6 separate regions of the Mus musculus genome follow, and all the other regions are linked to region 1. The links are chromatin contacts, called in public HiChIP or PLAC-seq and promoter capture Hi-C maps. All regions are on one chromosome and are shown on one strand. The core of a region is the stretch at or near the end of the contact, and the rest is flanking DNA. Distances in the headings are between cores, read along the strand shown.

Region 1 (2,842 bases), core at 126-2,625:
CCTGTTCATCCCACACAGCCCTTTCCTAAGGGAGCATTCTTGCCTGCTGTTTCAGTATCTTTTTGTGACATTCCAGAATCTGTCCCTCGGTGTGAAATTATGTATGTGCACCTACAGAACTTTAGCTGTGTGTGATAGGTATGTACAATGACTTTTGTTACATTGCTCTTTCCAGCTTTGGAGCAGTGTGCAGGGGGTAGGTCCCGCAGTTAAGTGCCTCAAATTACAGCCTCTGACTTCAGAGCCAGCTCTCCTACCACTTGGCCAAATCACCTCTCTACAAATCATTGGGTATGGAACTCCTTTAACACATTTCTCCCTGAACTTCTAGGGATGGTGGCCTTCTCCTAACCCTCAATTAACTGAATACTGGGAGGCTTTATTCATTTGTTTATGTATTTATTTTTTACAGTGCCAGAGATAAGCTTCACCCAAACTGGGGAACTGTTCTACCCCCCTCCCCCAACCTCAAGTCCTACCTAGTATTTAAAAGAAATTAGACTGTACTGTTTAGACCAGTATTGTGTTCTCGGTAAAGCTGAAATGAAAGTACAAATGCTCTCCCTGACCCCCTTATGCATAGCTTCCCTCCTCACCACCATCCTCCATATCGGGGCACATTTGTTACAACTAATAAACTTAATCCTGCTCCAGGCGCATCTTTATCGCCCACAAAGTTCATAGCGTACATGGGGCTCATCCTTGCTGTTGCACACTCTGTGCCTTTGAACTAATTTATGACATGTATCACAGAGTACTTTGACTACCAAAAAAGGAAAACAGTAATACCAAAAAACCTATTCCCTAATGAGGTACTTTTTAAGGGGTGATATAAGGGGGGGGGGCGGATATGGTAGCATACTACTGTAATTCCACCACTTAAGAGGCAGAATGATCAGGAGTTTCAGGCCAAATTAAGACGTGTGTGTGTGTGTGTGTGTGTGAGAGAGAGAGAGAGACAGAGACAGAGAGACAGAGGAGAGACAGAGACAGAGAGACAGAGATCTCTTAGAGTCTAGACTCAACTCTAGGTGGTGTGCCCCAAGTGAAGTTCAGCCTCTCCCAGTTTGTGCATCTCTCCAAGACTCGCCTAGGAACCGGTTCCTCCCCCTTTTGTTTAAGTGTCAAGCGAATGGGTTTCCTGTTGACTCTGGAATATTGTGAAAGGGCAGGAAGAGGCCAAGCCTCCTTGTCTCTCTCTCTCAACTCCCCAACCCCTTTATTTATTTTGTGCACGTCTGTTTGGGTTGTGGGGGTGTTTCCAGCTTGTGCGGCTGGAGGGCGGCCTCAGCAGCCCGAAACCCCTCCCCGAGGAGGCGAGGCCGGTCGGGAGCCCGCCCGATCCCAGGCTGGACCTCTGTGGGGCGGGGAAGGGAACCGGACGGGAAGCGAGCTGCCGAGGAGCTGCAGGCCGCCGGTGCGTGCCCAGAAGGCGGGGAGCTCGGCCCAGCCCGCGCCCCAGCTCCGCGCTGCAGGTGGAGCCCTCCTTCCCCGCCGAGCGCGCTGGCGAGGGCCATCCGCTGCCCGCAGCTCGCCCGCCGTCCCTGGGCTGCGCGGCGGCGCCTCGCCCATGGCTGAGGGCCGGCGGCGGGAGGACGAGGAGGAAGAGCTGCGAGAGCGCCGCGAGCTTGGGGGCCCGCGCCGCGCCCGGAGCCGCGCGCTCCCGGGCCACTCGGCTGCAGGTGAGACGCGGGGGACGCGGGGACCAGGGGCGCACGGGGGGTTGGGAGCATCTAGGACCGGGTTCTCCGCGCCCACTCATGCCCTGCCCAGCTCGGCAGCTGCTCTCGATGCTGCCTGGAGGGGACTGACACCTTTAACTCCTGATGGCGAGAGGGCGGGACAGTGGCCTTTCTATCCTTAGCCTCCTTTTCTCCTTTTTGAGAGAATTCAGATTGGTCTCTTTTACCTGTTAGTGGCCCTGGAGCCGAAACTCCAAAATTTCCGTGGAAACTAAATCCAAGGCGGCTGGTACTTGTGGCTGGGTGATTACTTATCTGTAGGTGAGTCAGAGGCCATGCCCTACGTCTATCTCTCTCTGGACCACGACCCATCCCTACGGTTTCGCCTGGGCCACCCCAACCTGGTCAGACCACGTGCCCATGCTGAATCAAGTCTTGTTTCAGCAGCCGGTGAACTTCGGACCTCTAGTCCCTTCCTTCCCTCCCCCACAGCGCTGATTTTCTGCTGGAGAGTTAATTTGTTGCAACTGCCCTCCCCGTTGTAAACCGGGAGTGCCCAATGTAGTATTGGAGAAGGGAATTCTTTTGGATGGAGGTCATTTGGGGGCCTATAGTTAGTTACCTTTAAGATCTTGTTTTGGGACACACCAACGAAGCACGAATCAAATAGCTTGGTGCATAAGTATAAAATTAAATGTAGATCCACCCTCCTTCCCTTTACCTGGGGTGGGTTTTCAATGTAACCGTAATGGAGAGGAAATTATTAGGCCAGCTGGTTAACCACAGTTATCTGAAACTGGATGGAAGAATTAACCTAGAAGATGCATAAAGAGGTGAAGGGATTGGGAAGAGTCATGGGAAATCCAGGCACCAGACTGGAGCCTTCTTAGAAAGGGAACATGGAGAGGCTCCTCTGTGTGACCACCAGGAGAAAGTTGGGTCTGTGGAATTGGAGGGCAGAAAATGGGATAAAAGCAAAAAAAAAAAAAAAAAAAAAAAGTCGGTAAGCGTATTCCGAGTAAGACATTCCGGAAGCTTAAAATTAACTTTATGCCTGCCTGCCTGCCTGCCACGGGGCCTTTTTTAGAGTAAGACACTTGACTGTTACCATGAACACCAAGTGATAATAATCGGTAGTTTTGTTCAATGTAAGCCTAACT
Region 2 (2,842 bases), core at 240-2,739, 1.8 Mb before region 1:
TGAGTTCCAGGACAGCCAGAGCTATACAGAGAAACCCTGTCTCGAAAAAACCAAAAAAAAAAAAAAAAAAAAAAAAAGAAAAGAAAAAGAAAAGAAAAAGAAAAGAAAGTCCTCAAAACTGGGGAGGGGTATTTCCTTGTGGTAAAACACAGATGCCTTCAGATTATGAAGGAGACGCAAAGCCATCTGGGGATTACAGGCCTACGTTTGTAATTGTTTACCTGCCAAAGCAAGCCAAATCGAAATAGTAATTCACATTCGGAAAGAGGTCAAAAGTTTAACTTTGACCAGACTAACAGTGAACTTTTTCCTGCTCATATATAAAACTAATAGCAATACCTGCGTGAAGAGTTAAGAGCCATTAAATCCCTTTGGCAGTAGGCAACTGCCCTATAAAGAGGGTTAAATAAGAGGGTGAGGCCGGCACATCAATAATTCCTAGTTCCTTTTAGTCGGGTACTTAAATTCTACAAAGAGAAACATGATAACACCAAACACTGGTAACACTGTTGTTTTGAATCTGGTCCTGGGCTCCTTGGGCCATTGCATGCCCAGGTGGCCCGTCTGTTAGTTTAACCACAAAGAAGCCGTTATCAGTTATAATTACAGCTGGGCAATTTTTTTTTTTTCAAATAAATGCCCAACGACCTGATCCTTGTCCACCCTGTGTGACGACCAAAATTAACTAAATTAAGATATTAAAATCTGGGGTCACTCTAGCGACTCGTTGATACTCTGTCGCCAAAAGTGGAAAGAATGACACAAAACTTTGAAGGTAGTTGAAAAAAAAAAACGATCCAAAGGGCAGAGAGTCATTAAGTCCGAATAGACAACGGCGATTGGTAGTAAACCAGGATTGGCCCGCAGAGAGCAGGGTGGGGTGGGGGGTGGGGGAGGCTGGGGTGGGGGGTGGGGCGTCCTACCCTGCCCTTAAAGGCGGGGGTGCGGGGTGGGGTGGGGGTGTCACTGCCATGATCTAAAGGCGGAGTGATCTGGGCGGCTCCTGTTAGCATACTAAGTACAGTGGTGGGGTGCAGCTGAAAAAGGGGAGCGCCGTGCCAAGCAAGTAAAAGGCCCCGGGTTCTAATTCCAGGAGAACCGAAGGGCACTGAACACTTCAGTGGCCAACTCCGCAGCGCGTGCGCCCTGGGGTTCTCGGTCGGGAGCCGCGGATCGGTCCAACTTGCGGGGCTTCTGGATTCGGTTCTAGAACGCTCCGGTTCGGAACCAGGGCGGCGCAGGCCGCCATCAGGGCTCGGGCGCAGCAGTGGGCGCGGGGCCAACCTCACAAGGCCTGGCCAGGCACAACCCCTGCTGCCGCGGCCCCGAAGCCCAGAGGTGCGCGCGTCGGAGCCTCGCTCTTACCATGCTGCGCGAGGCGGCCTCCCTGTTTGAGTCTGGCGCCAACAACCGCGTGGGGTGGGAAGGACCGGAGGAAGTGCAGGGGAGATGCAACGACCCCTGGCGGCCCTGGTAGGACTGCGGGACCCGAGGGAGGAGCCGAGCCTGGGCGGGGCTTGAGAAGATGGGCAGGGCGGTGAGGGGCGCGGCCTGAAATAATGGGCAGGTCCAGTAGGGGAGGAGCCTGAGATGGGCAGGGCCGGACTGAGACCAGATGGACCAGTCTGGGTTGGGCAGCCTGTAGGCAGAAAGGAAAAGTTGGGGCCTGGCGTGGGAGCTGGAGCAGGGAAGGCTTCTGTTCCCTTCCCGTGCCTCTGGGGTTGCAGAGTTGCTTACTACTTAAGTGTTCAATGTAGCTTTTAGTTTTCTTTTTAAAAGGCAACTTTTGAGTCTTCGCTTTTAAGTGTGTTCTTTTAGCTTAAAAAAAAAAATATGGGGCTTTGGCTGCAAGAAACGAGTACATTTAGAAAAGAAATTCTTTTTCTATTTTATTTTATTTTTGTCTTATTTAATTTTATTATTTGGCTTTTTTGGGACAAGGTTTCTCCGTGTAGCCTTGGCTGCCCTGGAGCTCTCTCTGTAAACCAAGCTGGCCTCGAACTCAGTGATTTGCTTGCTGCTGCTCCCTAAATGCTGGGATTAAAGGCGAGCACCAACCTCTAGCCTTAAAAAGTCCTCTGATACAGAGCGGTGAGAGTGTACAGAGTAGTGCAGGTGTTCTGCATTACAAATGAAACGTAAATATTCTAGTGCTGCTGACTGTCAGACCTTAATAAAGAGTATGTGGGAGCTTTCTAAATTATTTCTTGCAACTACTAGTGAATCTGTCTCTCAAAGTTTCACTAAAACCTTTATTTTATAAGATAGGATAAACGTGATTAGCAAAAATCATCCAAAGCATTTACAAAGGAGAGCAATAGTCGGGGATGGGGGTGAGTATGTATCCAAACCTGCTTGCCATGCTCATACCCTGACAACAGGCATATAGCAGAGATGTTCCTGTCAATTATGTGACACAGAGTTTTCATCACATCCACTTTATTAACGCTTTTCTAGAGTTCTTAATTTGCTCTTTATCACAGTTACTTTTTTAAGTTTTTTTTTCAATCCTAGGTTTTCAGGACAGGGCTTCCTGACAGCAAGTCTCTCTCTCTCTCTCTCTCTCTCTCTCTCTCTCTCTCTCTCTCTCTCTCTCTCTCTCCCTTCCCCCTCCTCCTCTTCCTATGTTATTATTATTATTACAATAAAAATAAGTTTATCCAATCAAGTAACAACTATACAAATGCAAGCAATTTTAGTCATTTTCTTTTTGGTCAACCTATATTAGACCTGAAATCTTTACTGAAAGTTCCCAGGTGATGGTGAAGTGTGGTTGGTTGCTCATCTATGCACATAATTTATGTGTTTTAAAGACTGAGGTCAAAGCACAGAGTCAGTCAAA
Region 3 (2,842 bases), core at 140-2,639, 1.5 Mb before region 1:
TTTCCATAATAGAGATGACTCCACACAATCTCAAAGACACCGAGAGAAATGCAGGTGATGCAAACACCCCGACACATGACATGGTCCCCTGCCTCTCACAGTTGGCAGTTGGCAGCAGAGACAATGGAATCAGCCCCGATTCTGTCTGGGAACCTTCAACTATCCCATCAATCTCCCTAAGACAAACACAGGCAGGCTTGTATTTAACGTCTCCCCTACAGCGAGGAGGCCGTTAAATGCAGAGCTGTCACCAATAGGCTTTCTGATGACAGAACCCATCTTCAAGTCTGCTGAGTGATAACCACCACCGGTCATCAGAGGTGGGGTTACTGTCCCTCCCGCTGGGGATGCTGCTCTGCTGCTCAGCTCAGCATCTTTTAACTCCAATTTCAGTGAGGGATGCTATGATCAAGAACTTAACCTTCAGCGTATGATCAGCCAGCACACAGGGTTAGAATAAGACCATTCCTAAGGGTTCCTGGAAGAGCTGTGTGGCCCCTAGCTCTAACCAGAGCTTTCTCAAAGGAGGGTCTGCACGCTCTGTTCAACAGTAATAAAAAGTGACACAGAGCCAGATGGCTTTCCTCTTGCCTCTTGACATGTGTCACAGATGAGCCTGAGCTGGGAGTGCAGCCCGTCCACCTGAGGAACTGAGGAAGAGGCTAAGCTACATACACAGTATTCTTAGTTGGGAAAAGAGAGAGAGGGCTGGGGGAAGTTCCCGCCTTTCGTTAATACTATTCTCTTCTCTCTACTCACTCCTTAAGGAACATCTCTCCACCTCGACCTGTCTTTTCAAACCCTTTCTTGATCAAGAAATACAGTCAGTTTGCGAGCAGCAGTCTTACCTGGCCCTTCAGCCGGCCTAGAGTACCCACGACGGCAGGTTTAATCTGTCACGTCACATAAACAAACATTCACAGCTGCCTGTTTCTGATAGCACATTTCCAGTCTCTTCTCCCCTAGTTCCCAAACCAGGAAGAATAGGCCCAGGAGAGCCGAAGGATGCTCTCGGAGAGACAGAAGCTCCAGGAAGACAACGGGGACTAAAGAGGGTGCTCGCAGGGTGTCCAACTCAAAGTAGAATTTCTTTAAACACTAGCTCCAGGTCTTTATGAAACTCGCCCGGAACAGGGGAGGGAGGGAGCACCCAGAAAGATTTCTTTCCAGTCAGGATGGACGAAGTCCCAAGTCTTGCCCACTACCTCTTTCGGTCTCTAGCCCCTCGCTTTGGCGAATCCACTCACCAAAAGGCCCTTGGCTCCGCCGGCTCCCGAGGCGCTTAGCCCAAGCCCCCCGAGGCTACCAGCGTCCCGCAGCTGCGCAGCCCAGGATCCCGGGACAGCAGACGAGCTTCGAATGGGCGGTCCCCGCACTAGCTCAGAGGCCGCCTTATCTGGGCCGGGAAGGCGCGCGTCCGCGGCGAAGAGACGCCCACACGCGCCACGCAGGATCCCTAGCAGGGACAGTAGGGACAACCCTCCCGGGAAAGGATGGACTCTCAGCTTCCATGAGTGCCCCGCACTCTCCAGTCTCGGACCATCTCAGAGGCCATGGAGGCCAGCCGCGAAACCCCTGGGGCTTCTTCTGTGCCTATCCGACCGGGGGTGGCTCGTCCTGTCCAAGCTTCCCCGCCCAAACCGGGGTCCCAGCTCTCTATGGAGCTCGTGGTTCACGGAACAGTGGCCGCCAGCCGCTTGGACCACCGCTGCGGCGATACCGTGTAGTCCCCAGCGTGGGCTCCTGGGAGAAGGGCTCTCGGCCGCACTGCGGTTTTGCACCGAGAGAGGGGGAATGAACCCGCGACAGAAACGCAAAAAGGAGTCTCTGGGGCTGGGGAACCGTCACGCTCGGGGACCATGGGTGACTGCCAACCCGCCACTCCACAAGCGCCGACGCCACTTCGGAGGTGAACTTCCAGGGAGGTGTGCAGTCATTGGAAGTCTACCCCCACATCACTATAGCAGGAGCGAGTCCTCGCTAAAAGGGACTTCTGTGACCTGCGCGACCCGCATAAGTGCCACGAAAGCTAATCAAACCTCCGAGGTCCCACCCGCGGACAGCGCTACACCGAGCTCAGGGTCCGATGCCGAGCCAGTCGGGCGCATATGCGCCTCGGGGCACAGGGCCTGCGCTCCAGGATCAGGTCCCCGGAATCCGGAACAGAGCTCGCGCTTCACCGCATCCTCCCCGCGCCGCTGCTCAGCCCAGCATCCCGAACCCAGCCTGGCAGCCCGGGCCCTAGCTCCCGTCGTCCCGCACTCACCGCGCCCCCGCTCCCGGCGCCCGCGCAGCCTCCGCCCGCTGTCCCGGCGCCGCCGTCTCTCCGCAGGACTGCAGGCCGGGGACGGTGAGGGGGCAGGGCGGTGCGGAGGGGCGGGGCCGCTGCAGGTAACAATGCTGCCTACCCGGCTGCTCCTCCAGCCGGCCGCAAAGGACAGCACGCCCTTTCCTGCTCTGCTGCTTCCCTCGCTCCCCCTTCAACCCGAACAGCACCGCCACTGAGCTCGCCCTCGCCAGCTCCGGGCTCCCGAGACTCGAAAGCCGCCGCCCAGCACGCTGCTCCTGGCACCTGAAGACCAGCTCGGGGCTGGGCGGGCAACCACAGAGGACGATGGAAATTGCTGCAGGGAAAAGATGAGCCTTGGTGTCCTAATGGAGCGAAGTGGGAGGCGCCACGGTCGCTACTGAGCAGGTCACCGCCTTCCACAAAAGGAACCTCTGCGGCAGTCTCCTGGACACCCTATCCCGCGCACACGCAAGAACACCCCACGCACATTCGTAGGCACGCATGCACCTTTATATCACACACACACATTCACACACCTCCGCTCCACTCCAC
Region 4 (2,842 bases), core at 120-2,619, 1.4 Mb before region 1:
AAGAGGATGGCAAGTCTGAGGCCCAGCTGGTCTATGTGCAAAGATGTGTGTGTGAGACAGAGAGGAGGAGGGAGAGAGGGAGAGAGGGAGGGAGAAAGAGAGGGAGGGAGGGAGAGAGAGAGAGAGAGAGAGAGAGAGAGAGAGAGAGAGAGAGAGAGAGAGAGAGAAGCTATTCTGAGTGCCTCTTAGGAAATTCACTGAGCCTTACTAAGTACACAGCAGCAGTATGAAGTCAGTCCTGTGGTTTCTCCCCTTTTACAGGTAAAGCGGCCGAGGCTTTAATGGTTAAGACCCAGGACCACTTAAGTTCTAACAGTGGTCACTTCTCAAGATCCATACTATGGCAAGTCACTTTTCCACACATAGACAAACCAACATAGAGGGCCTGAAAGGGTAAGAAACATGATCACTCTACTCTCTTATTTTAGTCTAGATAATTTTCTACATTATATTCCTTAACAACGTGTTTATTATGAAGCATGTTCTCAACACTGACCTGTTTATATTCATAGACTATACTAAACTGATGTAAAAATTATTGGATTTTATTTAGCTTTGAGGGAGCATAGGGTTTAGACGTTTTAATGGAATATAGTCATCACCTGAATTGAGTATTTCAATGAAGTATTTCTAGCAGACTCCTATGAAGAAGACCGTCTCCCATGTGCTATTAAAAATTGAGCTCATGACTGCAGTCTGTAGTTATTTTTTTTCTTGTAGAGCCAGAGGGTACAGTCTGTGACCTCATGTAGAAAATAGCCACCAAGAATCTATCCAGGATCATTTTTAGTTCTTTAGTTTTGGCATGCACAAACAATTTTCAAAGCAGATTAAATTTGTCCAATGTACTTTAGAAGTATGTATTGCAAAGCACAAGCGGGGGATGCAAGCCACAGAGCAGAGCTTTTAATGGCGAGGCCATTCGGGAAGCAAGCATCCGTCTGGAAGCTTTGGTTACTACATTTCCAGAAACTTCTTCCCTTCCTTTTCATTGTCGCTCTGAGCATGGCAGTATCCAGTTTCCACATTGCTAAACTTCTGCCTTTTCCCCTGGCATTTTCAAGAAGTAGAAGGAGTGTGCCATTTTTTTTTTCATTCTGTACCCTTGAAGAAACTAGAACTTAAGCTGGGATATCTTTCCATGAACATTTTTTAATGTTTCTTATCTCTGAACCTGCTGTGGAGAATTTAGTACAAGACATGCATGGATAAAATGAATCGTCTTAAAGGATTGCAGCTCCAAAAATACCCCAGCAGGACTGGGCAGGTTTGACATAATGACATTCCTATTTTAGCCTGACTTCTGGAACTCTGAAGAACTATAAATTGAGCCACACAAGATCCTAAGAAGGTGGTGCCTCTTCTAACCGCATATAGAATTTTTCTTCAGACTTTTGGAAAAGATGTATCTAGTGGTTGTTTTCCTAGAGAATGAGACTGTTGGTACTTACCAACTTTAATACAGGAAATGATAGGTAGAAAGCCCTGCTCTGTATCCTACTGAAAACCAAATTTGATTACGGAAACTTACACCAGGAGCTCAGAGCCAAGGTCTGCACAAGCCGCATCTGAGATGGCAGAAGCCTCTGTGGATATCGGGACTCAGCCCGTAACCGTGAAGAAAAAGAAGAGCCTGTCCATCGAGGAGAAGATTGACATCATAAATGCAGTGGAAAGTGGCAAGAAAAAGGCAGAGATTGCAGCTGAATATGGCATAAAGAAAAATTCATTGTCTTCCATTATGAAAAACAAAGACAAAGTTCTAGAAGCCTTTGAGTCTTTGAGATTTGATCCGAAGAGAAAAAGACTGAGAACAGCGTTTTATACGGATCTAGAAGAAGCATTGATGAGGTGGTATCGGATTGCTCAGTGTCTAAACGTTCCAGTTAATGGCCCGATGTTGCGTCTAAAAGCTAATGATTTTGCCCAGAAGCTGGGACACAATGATTTTAAGTGCAGCAATGGTTGGCTGGATCGTTTTAAGTCCAGGTATGGCTTAGTATTCAGAGCACAACCCGTAGAAGCCACGGGTATATCTATAGACCCTTCCACTGTGTGGTACCAAAATGTGCTACCTTATTACTTAAATGATTATCATCCTAAAAATGTTTTCAATGTAAAAGAGACTGGGTTGCTTTATCGAATGTTACCTACAAATACTTTTGCATTCAAAGGGGAAACATGCTCAGTTGGAAAGTTGTGCAAAGACAGGATAACGCTGGCACTCGGAACAAATATGGATGGCTCTGAGAAGCTCCCTTTGCTGATCATCGGGAAAAACCGAGCCCCGCGTTGTTTCAAGGGCATAAAATCATTGCCTGTGTACTATGAAGCTAACAGAACGGCGTGGATGACCGCAGCCATATTCGAGCAGTGGATGCAGAAGCTGGATGAGAAATTCCAAGCCCAGAAACGAAGAGTGGTGATTTTTGTTGACTCTTGCCCCGCACATCCGGAAGTGAAAAACCTAAAGTCCATTGAGTTGGCATTCTTCCCGTCATGCTTGTCTTCCGGGTTTGCAGCTATGAATCAAGGTGTTATTAAAAGCCTTAAAATCAAATATCGGCATTGTCTTATCAAGAAATTTTTAAGTTCAGTCGAAAGTAGCAAAGAGTTTACATTTTCTCTTCTAGATGCAGTTGATACATTGCATCTCTGCTGGAGAGCTGTAACTCCAGAGACTATTGTTAAAAGCTATGAAGAAGCAGGATTCAGGTCTCCAAAGGGAGAAAATGACACAGCCAATGCAGATGCTGCTGTTGCTCTTGACCTGACTGCCCATGCAGTGGGGGCAGGAGTGGAGTTTCTTGAAGGCTTGTCCATAGAGGAATACGCTGCCCTG
Region 5 (2,842 bases), core at 121-2,620, 1.0 Mb before region 1:
CTATTTTTCAATATTTAAGTAGTGAGATTATTACAAACTTTGTTATAGATTTTTGCAGGTTTTTTTTTTTTCTGACTTCAGTGAGAGAGAACTGAGCAGTTGTTTCCCATGTATTTGTTGTTCTCGATGCTTTCTTCCTGTGATCTGAGGACTACTTGACACACTGAGAATCAACAGTGAACAAAGCAAACCCAGGCTTCACTGTTGGCTCATGTCAGAAGAGCAGAGAGATTAAGTATGTGGATGGTGGTGCTGTCCAAACCTGGGCGTGAGCTCTTACTCTTTCCTTTACTAAGTGAGCCTTAGTAAATCAGCTGAGTAAATGGAGAGATTACTACTATCTCATAGGGTTGCTGTGGTGGCAACGAAAGAGTCCATAGGAAGTGTGTGTGGCTCTAACAAGAGCTCACGTCCTCAAGCCCATGTGGCTAAAGAGCGAGATGAGTTCTCAATACCAGTATATCTTACTTTTACTTCTGATATAGTAATAATTCTTACTATTTTTAGAATTATTGTTTTGAATATTTTTTAAATTGTGAGAGAAAATGCATAGCATCCATTTTGAATAGTCAGTTATTTTTTAGTTTCCTGAATGACTGATAATCCCTGCCTATAGAAAGTTAATGTGGCTTGGTTCGACTCACATTATGTAGATTCATTCAGTGTGACTACCCTGTGTAAAGATTAACCCCATTATGTCTATATCGATGAGAAAATGATAGGTGACATCTCTGTATTTTGTTTGCAGATTCCCACATGTTTAGAATAAGTGTGTTGGCTTAGAATCCCATTAAGTAGAATTTGTACAAGTACTAAATGAGAATTGAAAAGAGTTTATTGGTTCATGTGTTCTGTCGTTTGCTTCACTGTCTCTAGTCAATCCCTTCCATTTATGATTTTAAATTCTGAAACCCTTTCTCTTTTTTCAGCCCCTTAACTTTGGTAATTAAGAAGTGGAACACAGTTGATGACATCTTTGAAAATGTTCTGATCAAAGCGGTCCTCATTACTGTGTAGAGAGAGACACTAAAGCATTTGAAGAACTCAGCTTTCTCATCTGTTAGCAAATATACTTAAACATTTAGGCCGTTCTTTGCTATACCTTGCTTTCTTCATTCTTTTACATTTTAGACGTATAGGAACCATGCTTTAACATGCTTATAGGTATGAAGCCCTGCACACACAGGGCGAAGCATTGTTCAGGTCTGCACCCTGTTTAATAGCTTATCAGCTATGTTCCTGCTGTGCCTGCTCCCCGGAGGGGAAGGGTTGTTCTGCAAGCTTTCATATTAGCTTTGTTACCATGCAGTATTTCTCAGCTGCTCACGCTCATTACCATACAGCTGGTGTGGAGACGAGGAGGAAGCAGGCAGAAGTTGTACTGGCTACAAGAATAAGAAGCTCTTTTGCAGATGGGGTGCTGGCAGATGGGGCATGTGTTTGAGCAGGTTTTACTAATGACAGTGCGCGTTAAATATCATTCTGAGGAAGTCCAAGGTCATTGTCATGAATTTAGAGCTTTCGAGGTTGTGCAGCTTTGTGCAGAACAGACCTTTTCAGAGCCCTAATTAATAAAAATGTAACCAGTGGCAAGCAACAACTAGAAACATCTAATGAGTTTTTCTTTATTTTAGTATATTTTATCTTTCTCTGACATGATCTAAGAAGCATTAATCTTATCAATTAGTCTCTCTTATTACTTTATGATGGCATAATTTTAAAGTTATTAAAAATTTCAAGCTATATACAAAAGTATATGCTTTGAAAAAATACAGTAGCACTCAGTTTTGCTATATAATGTTAAACTATTAGAAGATCAAATGGCAGAAGAATTGGAAAACTGTGTCTGGTGTTGAGCATTCTGAAGATTAAGTTGAAGTGTGTGACACATCATTGTAAAGTTAGACAGAAATGGTATGGACAGGGGTGTGTCTTTTGTTAAAATATTTTGTGCTTAATTTTTTATACCCATAAAAACATATGAGGTTGAGTTGAAATAACTGCCAACACTTGCTTTTTAAAAAGTTTTAGCCAGATGAGGGAGCACACAACTGTAGCATCAGGACTTGGGAGGCTGAGACAGTTTGCTACTACTCTGTGCTGCTTGGTGAGTACCAGCCTAGCCAAGACTGTGTACCACGACTGAAGAAAAATAACAAGAAAAAATTCTTCAGTGGCTTCTCACTCCTTTTGACCCTTTTAATTAACTGTAGTTTTTTATATATCATATTACAAGATGATTAAAAAGAACAGCTAAAGCAAAATACAGCTGTGCAGTCGTATGTAAAATGTACAGTATCCCCTTTAATTTTAATGTAAATAGAACTCTTTTATTCCCCCACCCCCCACCCCTCTTGATCCAGCATCCACTCGCTCTGGGCCCTGCTTGCTCCGCTCCGGCTCAATCTGGTCCATGGGTTTTGGGTTTTTTTTTGGTTGATTTTTTGTTGTTGTTGTTGTTTTTTTTTTTTTTTTTTTTTTTTCTCATTACAGATGGCTGTGAGCCACCATGTGGATGCTGGGATTTGAACTCGTGATCTCCAGGAGAGCAGTCAGTGCTCTTAACCTCTGAGCCACCTCACCAGCCCACAAATAGAACTCTTATTTTGTTAATGGAGATTAAATAATATAAACACACATTACATATAAAATATACATAGCTAATTTCAGGATTCATGGTCAGAGCATGTTTGCTTACAAACTTTAATGCTTCTATTTTGTGTTTTGTTTTTTTTTATTTTCTTGATTAGTAGAGGCACAAAATTCTGTTAATGCCTGTAAATAAACAAATAAACAAGCCTGTATGAGATTTTCAGGAAAGGTTATACTGTTAAATACTTTA
Region 6 (2,842 bases), core at 87-2,586, 1.0 Mb after region 1:
CCCTTCCTCTACAGCTGACAGTGATGTAAAAACCTAGATGGATCCAAGTGGAGAGCCAGGGTGAAAATAGCCAGCTGACCTTGCTTCTCTAGGTCTGACTTCCCTGCCTCTAGGAGACCACGGACAAATAGGGGGCAGGTGTCATTCAGGAGCATCTGCACGGTTGCACTTGTCCCTTGATCAGCGTTGAGCACTTTGATGGGCAAGTCTAACCAAGATGGGGCCCCTGGGACTGTCTGCCAGGACGTTCCCCAGAATCTCACGACATATTTTCCTTGAAATGCTACGTGTAAAAAGCTTTCCGAAGCATTCCCAGGGTACATTTCACAGCCCGCAGACAGCTGGATCTCAATGGGATCTGTAAGGAGGAGTAGGCAGAGACCAAAGAGTTCATGATTAAGGGATTTGGAAGAAAGGAATTGGTATGAAGATTATCGTTAAGTGCCAGTTGAGGAAAATGATCATGGTGCCCTAGAGCAGAAATGGGCTATTTTTAGAAGGGACAAGGGTTACTTTTAGACAGAAGTAAAACCATAAGGGTGGACAGAGAAGAGAAGCTATGCCCGATGCCCACAGTTATCCAGCTGGGGTCTGGATCACTCCTGCCCACTGGGTTCAGGGTTCCAACCCCTCCACTCACAGTCTTCTTTAGGTGACATCATTTTGACTAATTCCTGTATGTCCCTGGTAAAGCTGACTCGATAGACTTGAAACATATGCTGCAACTTCTCCCACTGCTGGTTACTCAACTTGCCCTGGGACCATGGCTTCGTGAAGCTGATGGTGGCTGAGTCATTACTCCAACGGTGAGTCTGCAGATCCCCCAGCCAGACCACGCTGTCTGTGCGGGACCAGCTTCTGTTTGCAAAGGAAGACATCTGCAGGCAGCGGAAGGTGTAATTCTTTTGCTGGGCTGGAAACAAAGGAAAAGGAAAGAACTTAGCGAGTGGGCTCAGTCTGAGGACAGACTGCAGTAGGAAAAAGCTCAGCTTTAGCTGCGCTTGCGGAAGGAAAGGCAGGCTCAGTGTAGTTCTGAACTGAGCTAAGCCCTGAGCCGCAGCCATACATTGCTCCTCCCACTGTTGTTGCAAGCCGGGAAGCCCACCTCCACCCGCCCACTACTGCACAGAGCTTGTAGCCAGCCTCTTTCTCCCTCCCTTCCTCCCTTCTCTAGATTGTGTGCGCTTTTACTCACTCACCTTCAGATTGTCCCCAGACCTGTAGGAATGCCCACAGCAACAGCCATGGTAGGTACCGCATAGCGCCAGAGTTCTACACAGCCCTCGGCTCCGACTTCTGCGCTTTACTCTGCTCCCGGACTGGTACACAAAGGCTCTGGGGTTTTTGGTGCAGAGCCAGCAAAACCCGGAAGGACGCGCAGGCACGATTGGTAAATTACTCTTTGACAAAGCCAAACCCCCTGGTAGTTGAGGGTTGGAGTGCAGCTTTACTCAGAACCGCTACGCAAACCACTTTTAAACAAAACAAAACAAAACAAAACAACAACAACAAAAATGTCTTTCCGTTATACTAAAGAATGAGGTTGAGACTATCGTCTCAATATCGAAAGCAAGACAAAATTGTATTTCGGTTACAACTCCGATGGTATTAAAAATGCAAGGGGAAAAATAGAAGGGACGTTTTGGTCTAGCTAGCAGGGGCTGTCTGCAGGTGCTCCATTTACAAGTTTGGATCCTCCCAGATATCTATAAATATCACATTAAAATAATGATAATGATAATAATAGATGTGATTCTTCTAGTGGTTCATTGAGAGGATAGGACTAGGCGGGTTAAGTTCCTTCATAGCTTTCGTATGCCCACAGTTTCCCATGTCAGATTCTTTTTCCCCTTACCCTGGTTTCTTTTCTCCCTTGCCTTACCTGCCCTCTGGCTGTCCCCGACTCCATTTTGGGAGAGTACAGGCATATTTTATTTTTAGTTTTTATTTTGTTCTGTATATTGTACTGTCATGATTTGCGAAAATCGAAGACTTGTGTCAGTCTGATGTGAGGAAAAGCCAAAAGTGACGAGATGTGCCCCCTCGAAGCGCTTCAGCACAGCGAAAACACGGGCCATACACCTGCAGACAGATGTCTTTCCCACTCACTCGCAAATACCGAACCTCTTGTTTTTGAGAACAGAGGTAAGATTACAGGGCGCGCCTGTGAGTTTGTAGGGCCATTCCCAACTTCTCACGCTTAAAACAAGTAGTGACAAAAACAGTTGCTCAAAATTTCAGTTACTGTGAGAAAGGAGAAGTCATCCTTGGTAAATCGTACTCCTGCAGCAAGCATCCTGATACCATCTTCCTCGTTCCTTTTTAGTCACCCCGTTGTATGCTTTGCTCTGTCTTTTTGCCTTGTCTCCTAAGTAGGCCTCTTCTCTATGTCTCTACCCTTAACATAACCGCAACCTTCTGCTTCAACTATATGAAATACCTTCCACGAGGTAGGAAAAAACCCCATCATTGATCGGTATAGCCTCTAGGATCATTCTGCCCATGCTCTGGCTTGCCTTGGAGCATCGTTTGGGACCCTACTCTAAGTCTCACATGCTTTCGTCCCTTAGATACAGCTTCTTCCTCAGATCTCTGCACAAATAGACCCCTTGGGGACCTCTGACCTCCAAGCGCCTGCCTAGTGTCCACTCAGACTTCAAACTCCAATGTAATTTTCTCAGAGAGCCTCCTCAAGCTTCCCAGACAGTGTGAATAAAGACTGGAAAGCTAGCCAGCCCATCTCCACACACTGGGCGGCAGCTATCTTTGTTGGCCTTTCTTCCTAACACATAGGCCTTGTCATTACAGAAATGTTAGTTTGACCCCTTCGCTGTCCCAGCTG

Evidence for each region. Promoter capture Hi-C pulls out the DNA fragments that hold promoters and counts their contacts. HiChIP or PLAC-seq counts read pairs in DNA pulled down with a chosen protein or histone mark.
Region 2: an HNF4G HiChIP or PLAC-seq map of pancreatic cancer cells shows a contact between it and region 1. The contact joins the promoter of Mnd1 here to the promoter of Sh3d19 in region 1. A contact is called at or near these places in 1 of 39 promoter capture datasets (liver) and 1 of 115 datasets of contacts at active chromatin or transcription factors (pancreatic cancer cells).
Region 3: a contact with region 1 is called in a promoter capture Hi-C map of liver, with 5 times the contacts expected there. The contact joins the promoter of Fhdc1 here to the promoter of Sh3d19 in region 1. A contact is called at or near these places in 3 of 39 promoter capture datasets (the C10 cell line, hippocampal neurons and liver).
Region 4: a promoter capture Hi-C map of hippocampal neurons shows a contact between it and region 1, with 4 times the contacts expected there. The contact joins the promoter of Tigd4 here to the promoter of Sh3d19 in region 1. A contact is called at or near these places in 10 of 39 promoter capture datasets (the 3T3-L1 cell line, embryonic stem cells, frontonasal cranial neural crest and 4 more) and 3 of 115 datasets of contacts at active chromatin or transcription factors (astrocytes, extraembryonic endoderm stem cells and pancreatic cancer cells).
Region 5: a contact with region 1 is called in an H3K4me3 HiChIP or PLAC-seq map of embryonic forebrain, with 6 times the contacts expected there. The contact joins the enhancer-like site here to the promoter of Sh3d19 in region 1. A contact is called at or near these places in 3 of 39 promoter capture datasets (the C10 cell line, cranial neural crest and frontonasal cranial neural crest), 1 of 484 Hi-C or Micro-C datasets (cortical neurons), 4 of 115 datasets of contacts at active chromatin or transcription factors (SST interneurons, embryonic forebrain, extraembryonic endoderm stem cells and 1 more) and 2 of 9 other capture datasets (embryonic tail and embryonic trunk).
Region 6: a contact with region 1 is called in a promoter capture Hi-C map of liver, with 3 times the contacts expected there. The contact joins the promoter of Cd1d1 here to the promoter of Sh3d19 in region 1.

Annotation. Positions count from the first base shown.
Region 1 is chr3:85,969,743-85,972,584 of GRCm38.p6, forward strand. It overlaps Sh3d19 (SH3 domain protein D19), which reads left to right and starts at 1,376. Exons shown (of 22, transcript NM_001082414.3): 1 at 1,376-1,682.
Region 2 is chr3:84,154,297-84,157,138 of GRCm38.p6, forward strand. It overlaps Mnd1 (meiotic nuclear divisions 1), which reads right to left and starts at 1,490. Exons shown (of 8, transcript NM_029797.3): 1 at 1,366-1,490. The coding sequence starts at 1,368.
Region 3 is chr3:84,478,102-84,480,943 of GRCm38.p6, forward strand. It overlaps Fhdc1 (FH2 domain containing 1), which reads right to left and starts at 1,390. Exons shown (of 12, transcript NM_001205355.1): 1 at 1,248-1,390.
Region 4 is chr3:84,592,205-84,595,046 of GRCm38.p6, forward strand. Tigd4 (tigger transposable element derived 4) reads left to right here and starts at 1,370. Exons shown (of 1, transcript NM_207278.2): 1 at 1,370-2,842. The coding sequence starts at 1,574.
Region 5 is chr3:84,936,866-84,939,707 of GRCm38.p6, forward strand. All of the region lies in intron 4 of Fbxw7 (F-box and WD-40 domain protein 7), which reads left to right. Among named protein-coding and RNA genes, the nearest start is that of Gm40080, 60 kb to the left of the region's middle. Within about 2 kb of position 1,371, at least 64 of the 459 cell types and tissues checked have an H3K27ac peak or open chromatin away from gene starts, as enhancers often do. A contact at or near this core is called in SST interneurons, cortical neurons and embryonic forebrain, where this site is marked.
Region 6 is chr3:86,997,993-87,000,834 of GRCm38.p6, forward strand. It overlaps Cd1d1 (CD1d1 antigen), which reads right to left and starts at 1,337. Exons shown (of 6, transcript NM_007639.4): 1 at 1,200-1,337; 2 at 641-913; 3 at 80-358. The coding sequence starts at 1,260.